Linked DNA regions of Danio rerio: all the other regions are linked to region 3. Evidence: chromatin contacts called from public HiCAR-type and HiChIP or PLAC-seq data. All regions are on one chromosome and are shown on one strand. The core of a region is the stretch at or near the end of the contact, and the rest is flanking DNA. Distances in the headings are between cores, read along the strand shown.

The links. HiCAR-type assays count read pairs that join an accessible place to other places. HiChIP or PLAC-seq counts read pairs in DNA pulled down with a chosen protein or histone mark.
Region 1: a contact with region 3 is called in an H3K4me3 HiChIP or PLAC-seq map of gastrula embryo, with 10 times the contacts expected there. The contact joins the promoter of ier5l here to the enhancer-like site in region 3. A contact is called at or near these places in 7 of 18 Hi-C or Micro-C datasets (caudal fin, embryo, fibroblasts and 3 more) and 3 of 4 datasets of contacts at active chromatin or transcription factors (caudal fin, gastrula embryo and pancreas).
Region 2: a contact with region 3 is called in a HiCAR-type map of caudal fin, with 5 times the contacts expected there. The contact joins two enhancer-like sites. A contact is called at or near these places in 3 of 18 Hi-C or Micro-C datasets (caudal fin, embryo and hematopoietic stem cells) and 1 of 4 datasets of contacts at active chromatin or transcription factors (caudal fin).
Region 4: a contact with region 3 is called in a HiCAR-type map of caudal fin, with 5 times the contacts expected there. The contact joins two enhancer-like sites. A contact is called at or near these places in 2 of 18 Hi-C or Micro-C datasets (caudal fin and embryo) and 1 of 4 datasets of contacts at active chromatin or transcription factors (caudal fin).

The regions. Positions count from the first base shown.
Region 1 is chr5:33,410,195-33,413,061 of GRCz12tu, forward strand. It overlaps ier5l (immediate early response 5-like), which reads left to right and starts at 1,417. Exons shown (of 1, transcript NM_199754.1): 1 at 1,417-2,867. The coding sequence starts at 1,551. The coding sequence ends at 2,468.
Region 2 is chr5:33,330,045-33,332,997 of GRCz12tu, forward strand. No RefSeq gene overlaps it. Among named protein-coding and RNA genes, the nearest start is that of ier5l, 80 kb to the right of the region's middle. Within about 2 kb of position 1,342, at least 43 of the 62 cell types and tissues checked have an H3K27ac peak or open chromatin away from gene starts, as enhancers often do. A contact at or near this core is called in caudal fin, where this site is marked.
Region 3 is chr5:33,158,414-33,161,373 of GRCz12tu, forward strand. It overlaps a transcript of ntmt1 not described here. Among named protein-coding and RNA genes, the nearest start is that of ntmt1, 35 kb to the left of the region's middle. Within about 2 kb of position 1,333, at least 46 of the 62 cell types and tissues checked have an H3K27ac peak or open chromatin away from gene starts, as enhancers often do. A contact at or near this core is called in caudal fin, gastrula embryo, hematopoietic stem cells and 2 more, where this site is marked.
Region 4 is chr5:33,349,837-33,353,002 of GRCz12tu, forward strand. No RefSeq gene overlaps it. Among named protein-coding and RNA genes, the nearest start is that of ier5l, 60 kb to the right of the region's middle. Within about 2 kb of position 1,320, at least 11 of the 62 cell types and tissues checked have an H3K27ac peak or open chromatin away from gene starts, as enhancers often do. A contact at or near this core is called in caudal fin, where this site is marked.

The DNA of each region.
Region 1 (2,867 bases), core at 167-2,666, 250 kb after region 3:
TATTATATTATATTATATTTATTATATTAATTCATTTTCATTTCGGCTTAGTCCTTTTAATAATCCAGGGTCGCCACAGTGGAATGAACCACTAACTTATCCAGCACGTTTTTACGCAGCGGATGCCCTTCCAGCCGCAACCCATTTCTGGGAAACATCCACACACACTTATTCACTATGGACAATTTAGCCTACCCAACTCACCTGTATCGCATGTCTTTGGACTGTGGGGGAAACCGGAGCACCCAGAGGAAACCCACGCGAATGAAGGGAGAACATGCAAACTCCACATAGAAACGCCAACTCAAATAGCCGAGGCTCGAACCAGCGACCTTCTTGCTGTGAGGCGACAGCACTACCTACTGTGGCACTGCGTTACTCTATATTATATTATAATATTTTATGTTATGTTATGTTATTTTACATTATATTATATTATATTACAATATATTATATATTTTTACATCGTATTATATTATAATATTTTATTTTATATCATATTATTTTACATTATATTATATTATAATATTTTATATTATATTATGTTATATTATTTTACATTATATTATTTTACATTATATTATATTATTATAAATTATATTATAATATTTTATTTTTCATTATAGTATTATACAGTATATTATATTATAATTTTTATATATTATAATATATCATTTTACATTATATTATTTTACGTTACATTATATTAAATTATTTTTCACATAATTAACACTTTTTATCATTGCTTTAGCTTGAAATATACGAATGCATAGAACTGAAACTTAAAATAAGACAAAAGTATATGTAATGCACGCATAATAACGTTAATAGTTATTATTTATCACGAAGATTGAATAATTCAACACTTTAATGTTTTTTTCTCCTTTTTTTCACTGACCTGTAATTAAAGTTACATACTAATTCGTTTACATGGTTTGCATTCAAGTATGCGCGCGTATAATTTAGAGTATAATCTTGAAAAGTTATTTTTTCTCATCTAATAATTTATTATTTTTAATAATTTAATCAAGTTTTTTTATTATTATTTCAGCCCGTGCATGTGAAACATGCAGTGCTTTGTTGTTTTTAAATGTAGTTTTCAGTAAGTTTGTAAACTTGTGTGACATCCTTCAAGTTGTCTCTCCGGCACACATGACAAGAGCGCGCACTCCGATGTACAATGCGCCTCATGAGAACATTCCAGTTTGGTAAAGTCAGTTTGGAATTTGAATAGCACAGAAGAACCGCCTCTCTGTGATTGGACAAGATCAAAACCTCTGAGAGGAATCCGCTTGTCACTCAACGGCATTCTGGGCCTCTGATTGGCCGCTGGCGAAGTGGGCGTAAAGTTCTCCGCCATATATATACTATGGCAGCAAGCGCAGGCTAATGATTGCCTACGCTCACACGTTGAGGCAGAAACGACCGCGTTCAATGTTTCTCCACAGAGCTGACTTAAGCCTTCGTCCCCGAACGAAATATCGTGATTCTGACTAAAAGAAAGTTAGTTTCCTTCGTCGGAGAGGTGGGAAAGCATCAGCAGCCCGACCATGATCAACACCATGGAGTGTGCAGTGGATGCACAAAGTCTGATTTCGATATCTTTACGGAAAATCCACAACTCCCGTACGCAGAGAGGAGGAATCAAGCTGCACAAAAACCTGCTGGTCTCCTATGTGCTGAGGAACGCCAGGCAGGTCTACATGAACGAGAAGTACGCGGAGATCTACAGGATGCAGCAGTACGAGGAGGTGATGACGGTCTGCAACGAGATCCAGGAGCTGAACCCGCTGGATCTGGCGGAGGACTGTGAGGATCAGACGGCGGACTGCTGCGGCAGCGCGAGCGAGTCAGCGAGCCTCTGCGGCGCGCTCCTGCCCGCCGTCGGTCACCAGACTTCACCGGCGGCGCAGCACATACAGCCGGCCAGCGCCTGCTCGGTGCCCCTGGCTCTCCAAAGCGAGGAGGTGTGCAAAGCGGCGCCGGAGCCCTCGTTCTACCGCAGCTGCTGCGCGGAAGCCTACCCCGTGTCCAACTGTGACTTTTCGCCGGTAAACAACATGCACTGCAACAAAACTACAGTGCTCGACTTGGACACGCATGTCGTTACCACAGTAGAGAACGGGTATTTGCACCAGGACTGCTGCGCTTCGCTCCAACAGTGCTGCCAGGGCGCACAGAGCCCGGCCAAGAAACGCAAGCTTGACTTTGGTTACTACGTGTCCGAGATCGAGGAGGCACCGGATTTTACGCCGTGCAAAAGAGCGAAATTCGAGGACTCCTCATACGCGATCACGGAGCCCTTAGACACGTCGAACATTTCCAACCTCATCTCGATCTTCGGCTCGGGGTTTTCGGGACTGGTGAGCAGACAAGCGGACTTGGAGCAAGCCTTAAACGGACAGTTCTGTAGCAAACAAGCCCTGGCGAGTTTAGGGGCTTGGACGCGAGCTATTGTAGCCTTTTGACTCTGTGGTTAATGCGAATTCAGATACTTTATGAAATTGTACAAAGTCTAAGACAAATTGACTTTTATTTTTGCAGCAAAGTTATTTAAGCCTTTCTGTTTTTATTTTTGGTTTGTTTTTGGTTTCGTTTCAGTGGGGGAGGCGGACAGTGGTTGTAGCCTACCACTTGTGATGTATCCTTTAAAACAAATGTCGATATTACAAACAAACGAAGTTGAATTTCGTTGCCTTAAACCCAACGCAGACTGCTAGCTATATGGCCACAAACATGGGAAGTCTCTGAATGTTTCGCTCGTGGATTGTTTCTTTTCTCTTTCTCCTCTTCCCCAGGAACTTTCGCAAAGATGTATTGTAAAAGAGCATTACTACTCACACGTAATGTTGGGAATAACGGGCTGC
Region 2 (2,953 bases), core at 92-2,591, 170 kb after region 3:
TTATTCAGCAACCACTATTCTCCCTAGGGGATTTCCTGGGTTTCTTTGTGTGTATTTGGACAAGTTCAAGGGTTTCCGCTAGAGCACCCTCTGGCCTTCGGAGGATATTTACTACAAATAACACCATGCTTTGCTCAGTCGTTCATGTGATTTCAATTAAATTAACCGCACAGCCATAGTTGAAAAGTTTTTACATGTTATATTTTATATGGATTAAATATAATTTTAACTTTATCTATTAATTTCAAAATTCTGTTTGCAAAAACAAACCTCATTGGTTCTTGTGAATTTTGCATGTATGTTGAGGCTTATGTGTTCTTTGTGTGATTTATTTGTGAATAAAGGTATTAATTAAATCTGTAATTAGATAAAGTGATCATATCTCTTTTACAAGACTATAAAGTTTAGATTGTGTTTTTACTGAAAGATAGAAACCTCTCAGCTTTCTTTAAACTACTGTATCCTAATTTGATCTGAAGTAGAAAAAAAATATGACACAAGGATGAGTAAATTTTGACAGAACTATTTTGGAGGAGAATGTCCCATCAAAAGTGAAAAAAAAATTCCAGGAAGTGACAGATATTTTCAGCTATATTTTGGAACCCATCTAAATTTCGTCTGGATTTTGACACTTGGGTATTGCGTTTAAAAAAAATGGAGGCAGATGATCAACCTCTAAAAGGTCACCTGAGAGAAATCGTCAGAGTCATCTCTTACTTTAACACTCAACCTTTGAGGGGTAGATACGACAACATGCAGGGTCATCCCTTTAAGGTTTTGTTCCCCTAAAGGTGCTACGTTTCCCCCTTTTTCTAGAAGTACAGTTTTGGGAAACTTTCTGCACAATAGAGAGAGCAAGCATAATCACTTTGTAATTGTCTTGAACCATGTAAAAGTAGGGTCTGCAGAATAAAGTGCCATTGCCGTGTTCTCTCCTCCACAGTAACGGTTGCTGTGGAGGCTGCAGTTGATGGCTATAACAGCAGCTGTCGCTGCAATGCACTCTGCAGCCCATGAGGAGCAAGAGAGAGAGAATGTGGGAGCAACAGAGATAGAGTGAGAAAAGTGGCAGAAGGGGAGAGATGGAGAGAGAGAGAGAGAGAAGGAGAGCAAGCGAAGGAGAGCAAGCGATATTTAAATAGAGCTGGGAGAGATATACCAAGGGAGGGTGGATAGGAGAGAGAGAGAACCTAAGAAGTCTAAAAAAATAGGGTTAGAAATAGCAGGCAAAAGAGAACTGCAGGCAGTATGAGCAGAGAAGGACTGCAAGGGAGAGAGAGGGACCAAAAAATGCAGTGGGAGCTGGTTTAGATTGTAATGAGAGAGGCCCTGCTCCGCTCTGTCAAGCTGAACTTGCTCCACCACCTCCAACCTCCACAATCACACATCACACACATTCCAGCCTAACCTCAGAGGCCGTGAGCGTGTGCGCACGTGTGAGCATTTGTGTAGCTGAGCATGGTTGTACACACTTTTTATGTGCATATGTGAAATCCAGAACAGATAAGGCGACACTGAGGTTTCTCCTGTCTGAACAAGACAGAGTGTAGACAAAACAGGATGAGGATGAAGCTTGGTTTTAAGTGATCTACTTCGCGTTTCAGAGCTTGTGTGTGTCGTGCATCTGTTAACGTGTGTGTGAGTTTCAAGCACTAAACTGGGCCGAGCGTTGAGGAAGACTGACGCAAACAAGGAGTGACTAACTATGTAAACACTGTAAAAATAGAGTTGCAGCAATAGTTAGGGACACAAGAACGAGGAAGTTTATAAACGGAAAATACAGAAACGTGACCATATACTCAACAACACACACAAGAGCAAATATTCAATTTCATCATCATATTTTTATACGCAATCCATTATAAAATCGAAACATTAACAAAATTGTCAATAGAAAAGGGAAACAGGATGCTTCATACTTTTTTACACTCAAAAATACACACACACACACACACACACACACACACACGCACAGGGTGAGAGGGAGGGGTGAGTCTCCGGCAGAGTTTCCTGCCACAGGATTTGAAACTAGAGCTCCTTCAGCTGTGGTCTCCTGTTTCCTCTCCCCATTTCCAAACACATTCATACATTGGGATGTAGTTCCGTAGCTGTATCCGATAGGATTCACGCTTATTAAATATGAGACTCAAATGTTCATTAGAACTTTGAGAGATGGCGAGGAAACAGTAATGTATTTTGTAATACATTCCCAGTCCAAATTAGCACAGGGTTTCTTTACCTAAAGCTATCTGTCCCAGACAGTGGAAGGGTCCAGAGCACAAGGACAAACATGCATCATGCAGATGGGGTTGTGCTAACCCCAAGAGCACAGCCACAGAGGTCAGAGGAAGTACACTACGGAGAAGCTCAACAGGGCTTCTTCCATTTGTAGCACTATTTAATCTTACAAACAAGTGGCACAATGATGGTATCAGAAACACCATGTTAAAGTTGTCTTATTATTCATGAGCTACACTACCTACAAAAGTCATGTAGAAGGTGGATTTTTCTGTTGAACTGCATCCCAATCATCTCAAATACTACAGAAGACATACTGGAACCCGCATGGAGCCAAAATTCTCACAGAAATCAGTTTGGTGAAGGAAAAATCATGGTTTGGGGTTACATTCAGTAAAGGGGTGTGCAAGAGATCTGCAGAATGGATAGCAACATCGACAGCATGAGGAGTCAAGACATTTGTGCTGCCCATTACATTACAAACCACAGGAGAGGGCAAATTCTTCAGCAGGATAGCGATCCTTCTCATACTTCTGCATCAAAGTTCCTGAAAGCAAAGAAGGTCAAGGTGCTCCAGGGTTGGGCAGCTTAGTCACCAGACATGAACATTACTGACCATGTCTGAAGTAAGATGAAGGAGGCATTGAAGATGAATCCAAAGAATTTTGATGAACTCTGGGAGTCCTACAAGAATGCTTTCTGTGCCATTTTAGAT
Region 3 (2,960 bases), core at 83-2,582:
TCTGATGACAAGGTTTAAGACCTTTAGTAATAACACGATAATAAAACATCCAAGTCTCAGAAATCTATGAATCAAAGAGTCACTAGCTTCTCTTCGTCATATTGTTTTGAGATTAGCCTCCTCTCCTCCTTCCACATAATAGTAACGGAACCTGAAAATGTGTATCAGGAAAGCAGTCATCTCCTTCCATGAGTTCTCTCCTACACCCACTGTTTCCCCCTATTACACAGAAGCCTTCAGGAAGTGCGTCATAACTAAGGAAGTACTTCCAGGAAATGGAGCCAAAGCACAAAAAAAGAAGGGAGGATACAAATATTCTGAATGGCCATCTTATTTTGTTGCTTACTTCTTTTATCAAAAGGTGCAAACAAAGATAAAAGTCTCACTAAGTCCAAAGATCCTTGAATATAATCACATCTGAAACCAAAGCAAAGTAGTGGTGTGACATCAAGGTAGGTTAAAACCAGTGAGATCTCAGTTGTGCAGTTGTGACTGTAAACCTGTGGTGGTGCTCTCATTTCAACTCACAGTAATGTGATTAATGTAGTAGCAGCTATTCACCATCAGGTGGCACTGTTAGTTAGGGCACTTTCCAGTGTTTTTGACCCAGCCCTTGCCCAGTACTCAGCGCTGCTAGCAAAGGAAGAGATGAAGTGGACTATTTGGCCCATAAAAAGTACATGGGCTGAGTTCAGTGACTGGAAATCACAGAGGAGATAGGGCAGGGAGCGGAGGTGAGTCAACCTCATCTGCCACAGCAGGACTCATGCTTTTAGCACCAAAGCACTCATCAACACACTTTGTCAATTTAAAAAAAATTAAAGTTGTTCCTGTTTACCAACTATAATTCTTGTAACAAATTCCATGAGTTTCTTGGATCAATGACAAGAAATTGCATTCAACCGTAATGCCTCAAAAATGTCACTGTACAGTTCTACGCTGCTCAACCTCAAGCCTGGGTTTTGTGTGTTTGTTCTCCAAGTTAAACAGCCAACCCTTATGAACACAACTTTTAGAAGCTCAAATGAAGTTATTCTACCAGACTTTATGTTGTTGGGGTGCTTTGGCGAAACGTAGAGGCATAAAGAAGAGCTGGATGGTTGTGTACTCTAGGCAAAACTGTCTCTGACAGAGTTAGCTTTAATGTGTGCTCTAAAACCTCTTCAGCTCCAGAGCAGCACCGCTCTTGTTTACCAGGAAGAGACTGACGTGGGATGTTACATAAGATTGAGTCTGCCTTTCACAAAAAGTAGTAAGGGGCAATCTTTACAACCTGCTTGTTGTATGTTAAGTAGGCTACACCAGCCTAGGAAGCAGTATCACCTTCTGTGTTGGGTGTGTGTTGTGCTAAATAGGCTGAATGTCTCTGAAGGGTGTGGCAAAGCAGGCATGTGAGTGTGTGTGTGTGTGTGTGTGTGTGTGTATCTATGTGTGTGTGCGTGCGTGCATGCGTGTGTGTGTGTTCACATGTGTTGTGCACTCACTGCCGGAAATTTAATCCAAAATTTCTTACTACTGATATAAAATTCTTATTTTACAGCCAAGTTGAAAAGGTATGTTGTGTATACTGTAAACTCACACTTTTTGGTCACATCAATAACCCATGATTATTTTTTTCCTATTTAAAATATAAAAATGTTTACAGAGTGATATTTTAATGATCCCTTAACTTTCTGATCAGTTGTTTTACAAAATATGTTTTAATGTTTCAATATAATGTTAATATATGCTTTCTTTGTGAATTTATGTTTTGAGTTTTTATAATAAATGTCACATCCATGACGTTGGAATTGCTCCCATACTTTAGTATAAGTCACAAACTTCTGGTTGGTCTTTCATTACTATAATTTTTAGCTTTTTTTTCAAGTATGAAAACATTTTTGCACCTAATGTCCAGTCACCTTATAACAGATAACTGTGATTGACTGTTTGTATAAGTATTCTTTGTTTATATGGACTGTTCCACAAAAATGTTACCACAAAGGAAGGACAATTCTGAAGACTAAAAAAGGTACCTTTTTAGCCTGGAAAAATTTAAAATGCAGGGGCCTTAAAGGGCCTAGGGCTCAGAGGAACCAGATGTTCAGAGGCATAATATCTCAAAATGAACCAAAGTATAAACCACAATGTGGCATTCACTTCTATTAAATGTATTCATTTATGATCAGTTTAACTCCATCTGCATATCTTTTAGCTTGAAACATTTTATGATTTCTCTATATTCATTCATTTTCTTTTCGACTTAGTCCCTTTATTTTTCTGGGGTGGACACAGAGGAATGATCCGCCAACTTATCCAGCATATGTTTTACACAGCCGCAACCCATCACTGGGAAACATCCATACACTCTCATTCACACTCATAAACAGATAATTTTAGCATACCCAATTCATCTGTACCACATGTCTTTGGATTTGTAGGGGAAACCGGAGCACCTGGAGGAAACCCACGCCAATACGGGGAGAACATTCAAACTCCACACAGAAATGCCAACTGACCCAGCCGAGGCTCGAACCAGCGACCTTCTATATATTCTTCTATATATATATTTAGGGGAATAATACTTAAATATTTAAACAATATAAAATCTGTACAAAATGTAGTTTAGTTTGTTAGACAACAAAAATAATGTTAGCCTATTGTATATTTAACCGATCCAATCTATGTTTACATAAGTTTACTAAGCTTGCTAGTACAACTTAAACATTTGGTTGTAAACTTTACTCCCTTAAAACATGATTAACAATGATCTGTTTTCATGACAAAAGTAAAATTGTAATATCAGGCTATAAACACTGCTCAGCATATAATAATATTTTCTTTAAAATTATTACTTTCTACAGGATGCTTTATAATAATATTTTTGTGTATATAGATTAGATTAGTCGGTACCAAAGACAAAATTGGATCTAACAAAAAAAATTTAAATCACAGTTCAAAAATTAGTACACCCAAAATAA
Region 4 (3,166 bases), core at 70-2,569, 190 kb after region 3:
TGTGTTCAGAGCAGAAAATTCTAATGATCTGAAAGGTATAATAAATAATCTGATGAGTGTTTTGAGCTGAAACTTTACAGACACGTTTTGGAGACACAAAAGACTTATCTTAAATCTGGAAATAGGGGTAAAATAGGAGCTAAAATATGTTTTTTCCACAATGATGCCTCTTGTACATTCATTCATTCAATTTCTTTTCGGCTTAGTCCCTTTATTTTTCAGGGGTAGCCACAGCGAAATGAACCATCAACTTATCCAGCATATGTTTTACGTAGCCGCAACCCATCACTGGAAAACATCCATCCACTCTCATTCACACACATACACTACAGACAAGTGCTACTTACTGCGCCACCGTGACACAGACTTTTGTACATTGTCTTATTATCTTTTGGGAAAGCTTGTGTCATTTCCGTTCAAAAAAAAATCTTGCCGGTTGAATTAAAGTTAAAAAAAAAACTTTAAATCAGAATTTCCTAGGGGTATGAATAATTTCAGGCTATATATAGTAGTATCTGTGAAAAATGAAAATGTGAAAAGTGTCCATTGTATAAATACAAGTGTGACATCCCTAAAATCAGTAGATAAAGTGTTCATTAACAAACTCATTTGTCACATGCAACTATATTCTGAGGATTTAGTTCAGCTTAACACTGAGAGAAACAACATATTCAGCACAAGACATTGGTCCATACAAAGTGAGATCCCATTAGATTATCTACTGTCTTAAAGTAGTATTAAGTAAAAATGTTTTACAGAAAAAAAAAAAATTCTTAATGTCCTTTTTCTTTTAGTGAATTTAACTTTTACTTTACCAAAACACTTTTTACTGGCCTGTAATCTCAGAAATTGTGAAGCAATGGGACACAACACATATGTATATTACATAAATATCTTCCATAATTTCAAACACCTTGCAGCAAAATTAAGAGAAAACTATCCTAAATTGATATGACTCTCAGTATAAGTACTAATATATCAAAATAACTTATCAATTCCACTTAAAGCTACTCCATCTGTGTAAATTAAGCAGATATTCCTCTTTCATCTTATGTCAACACAACCATGCAGCACTGCTGTGGAGGATTTTCAGTGCCGCAGCAATGTACAGGCAGCAGCGACACACAAGGTGTCATCACGACCACAAATCACTTCCTTGTGAGTGTTTCTCTCTTACCACCCCCCCCACCCCAACCCAACTCTCTTTTTCTTCCTCTCTCTGTCTTTTTCACCTCTCCAGCGCGCCATATAGGACGGAGTTAGTATATATCTCAATTAGAGAGCAGGGGTTGGAGAGGGGGAGGGCTTGTGTCCAGGATGACTCCTCCCCCCGGTGCCCCGCACCAACCCACTTAAAGTGGAAGAAGCAGCACAGTGCCGTCTGGAGCCCTGTCAGTCAAAAGCCCTGCGGCCCTTTATGCAAATCAGTCTGTCTGTGCTGGACCGTGAGGGGAGGGGGAAACATGTCTAGATTTGTTTGTCATCCGTTATGCCCTCCTCTTCAATTCTTCCACTTCGTCTCTCACACACACACACACACACAGGCAAACACACACGCTACTATCTTCTGTCTTTCCCTCTACTTCACCTTCCCTCATGGTATGCCTTGACACTTTTATTCCTCCTTTTTTCCTCTACTTCTCTCTCAGGTCCCATAACCTGTCCACTTCTACAGCCTTGAGATGAGAAATTGTGACATAGCTGTGAAACTGGGAACCAGTGAGGTGAAGCATGCAATGCTACTGGGCTCTAGAAACTGGGTCGCATAAAAAGGGAGGCTAGACGTGTGCGTGTGTGCACATGACAAAAAAATCTTAAAGAGGTCTTGTTTTCAAAAAGGTGTGGATTAAAGTTGATTATAGATAACGTATAAATACATATTTATTTATAAAAACAAAAAATAAAATGCCTTTTAATAAACATGCTCTTCTATAGGTCAACTATATAATTGTTAATAGTTTTGGAGTGCTTTGAAAAAAGCAGAGGGTCTATTTACAGGGTATACGCAGAAATCCTAAAGGTAATTTCAATACATTTTTCAGACTTTTTAAAGACCATCTTAGAATATTTTAAGACCTCATTAGCACTTTAGGTTCTAATCAGTGTCTAACCTTTTAACTTAATAAACAATTGTTATCAAACAGTAGTTTTTAAATTAATCAATTGAGCACAACCATGCAATAGATCTCTGATAAGCTCGGAAAAAAACAAAGCTTGAAAAAATAAATTACGCGGTTGCTTTCCGCGACAGGCTTCAGCCGCTCATCGTTCTCCAACCAGGAGTATGCAAACTTACATTTTCCCAATTTACCGTCTGTTTCGCTCTGGTTTTGCTACATGTGAAGAACCTTAAATCATTTGTCGCAAATTACGTGACATCACCCGGACGGAGGAGCCTTGCTGGACGCGCCCCAACCCAAACCAATCGCATGGATCAAGCACGCTGTTAACATTAAGAGGAAAATAAATATATTTATGCTTTTTTGGAGTCAAACACTTTGGACAATGCTTGAACAAAATTTAAGACCTCGTAAAAACGCAATAAAGACTTTTAATACCTTTTAAGGGCCTTGATTTACACATAATTGATTAATTTCTTTTTAAAAACTTTTATTACTTTTTAAGCCCCCGCGAACACCCTGATTTCAAGTGTTCACACTTTGCTGATTATTGATAATAAAGCACATTTGGCATGCTGTCATAGGATATCATGATAAGCCCGGGTCTCCCTCCTGTTTAAAGAGTGAAAGGAGAGTTTGGCCGGGTCTCCCTACCGTTTGAAGAGCGAGAGAAGAGTTTGAGCTCAGGTAGGTCTCGAGAACTCCTCTGCTTGTGAACGTGCTGGGATATAGCTGGCTAAGAGTTTGTCTTAAGATGCTACTTTGGAGTAGTCAATTTACTTATGGTGTATGTCTTTAGACAGTGGGAAACCCAGGGAAAACCCACACGAGCACTGGGAGAACATGCAAACTCCGCACAGAAACAGAGACCGGCCTAGTGAGGGGCCGAACCAGCGGCGTTCCTGCTGTGAGGCAACAGTGCTAACCCCTGGGCCACCATGCTGCCCTATCAGGAGATGGGGAGAAGATGACTAAAGTGGAAAATTCAAATTATTTATAGTGTGTCAGTATTCATTTGATTGGTGCAATATGCAGAGCTGATGCGG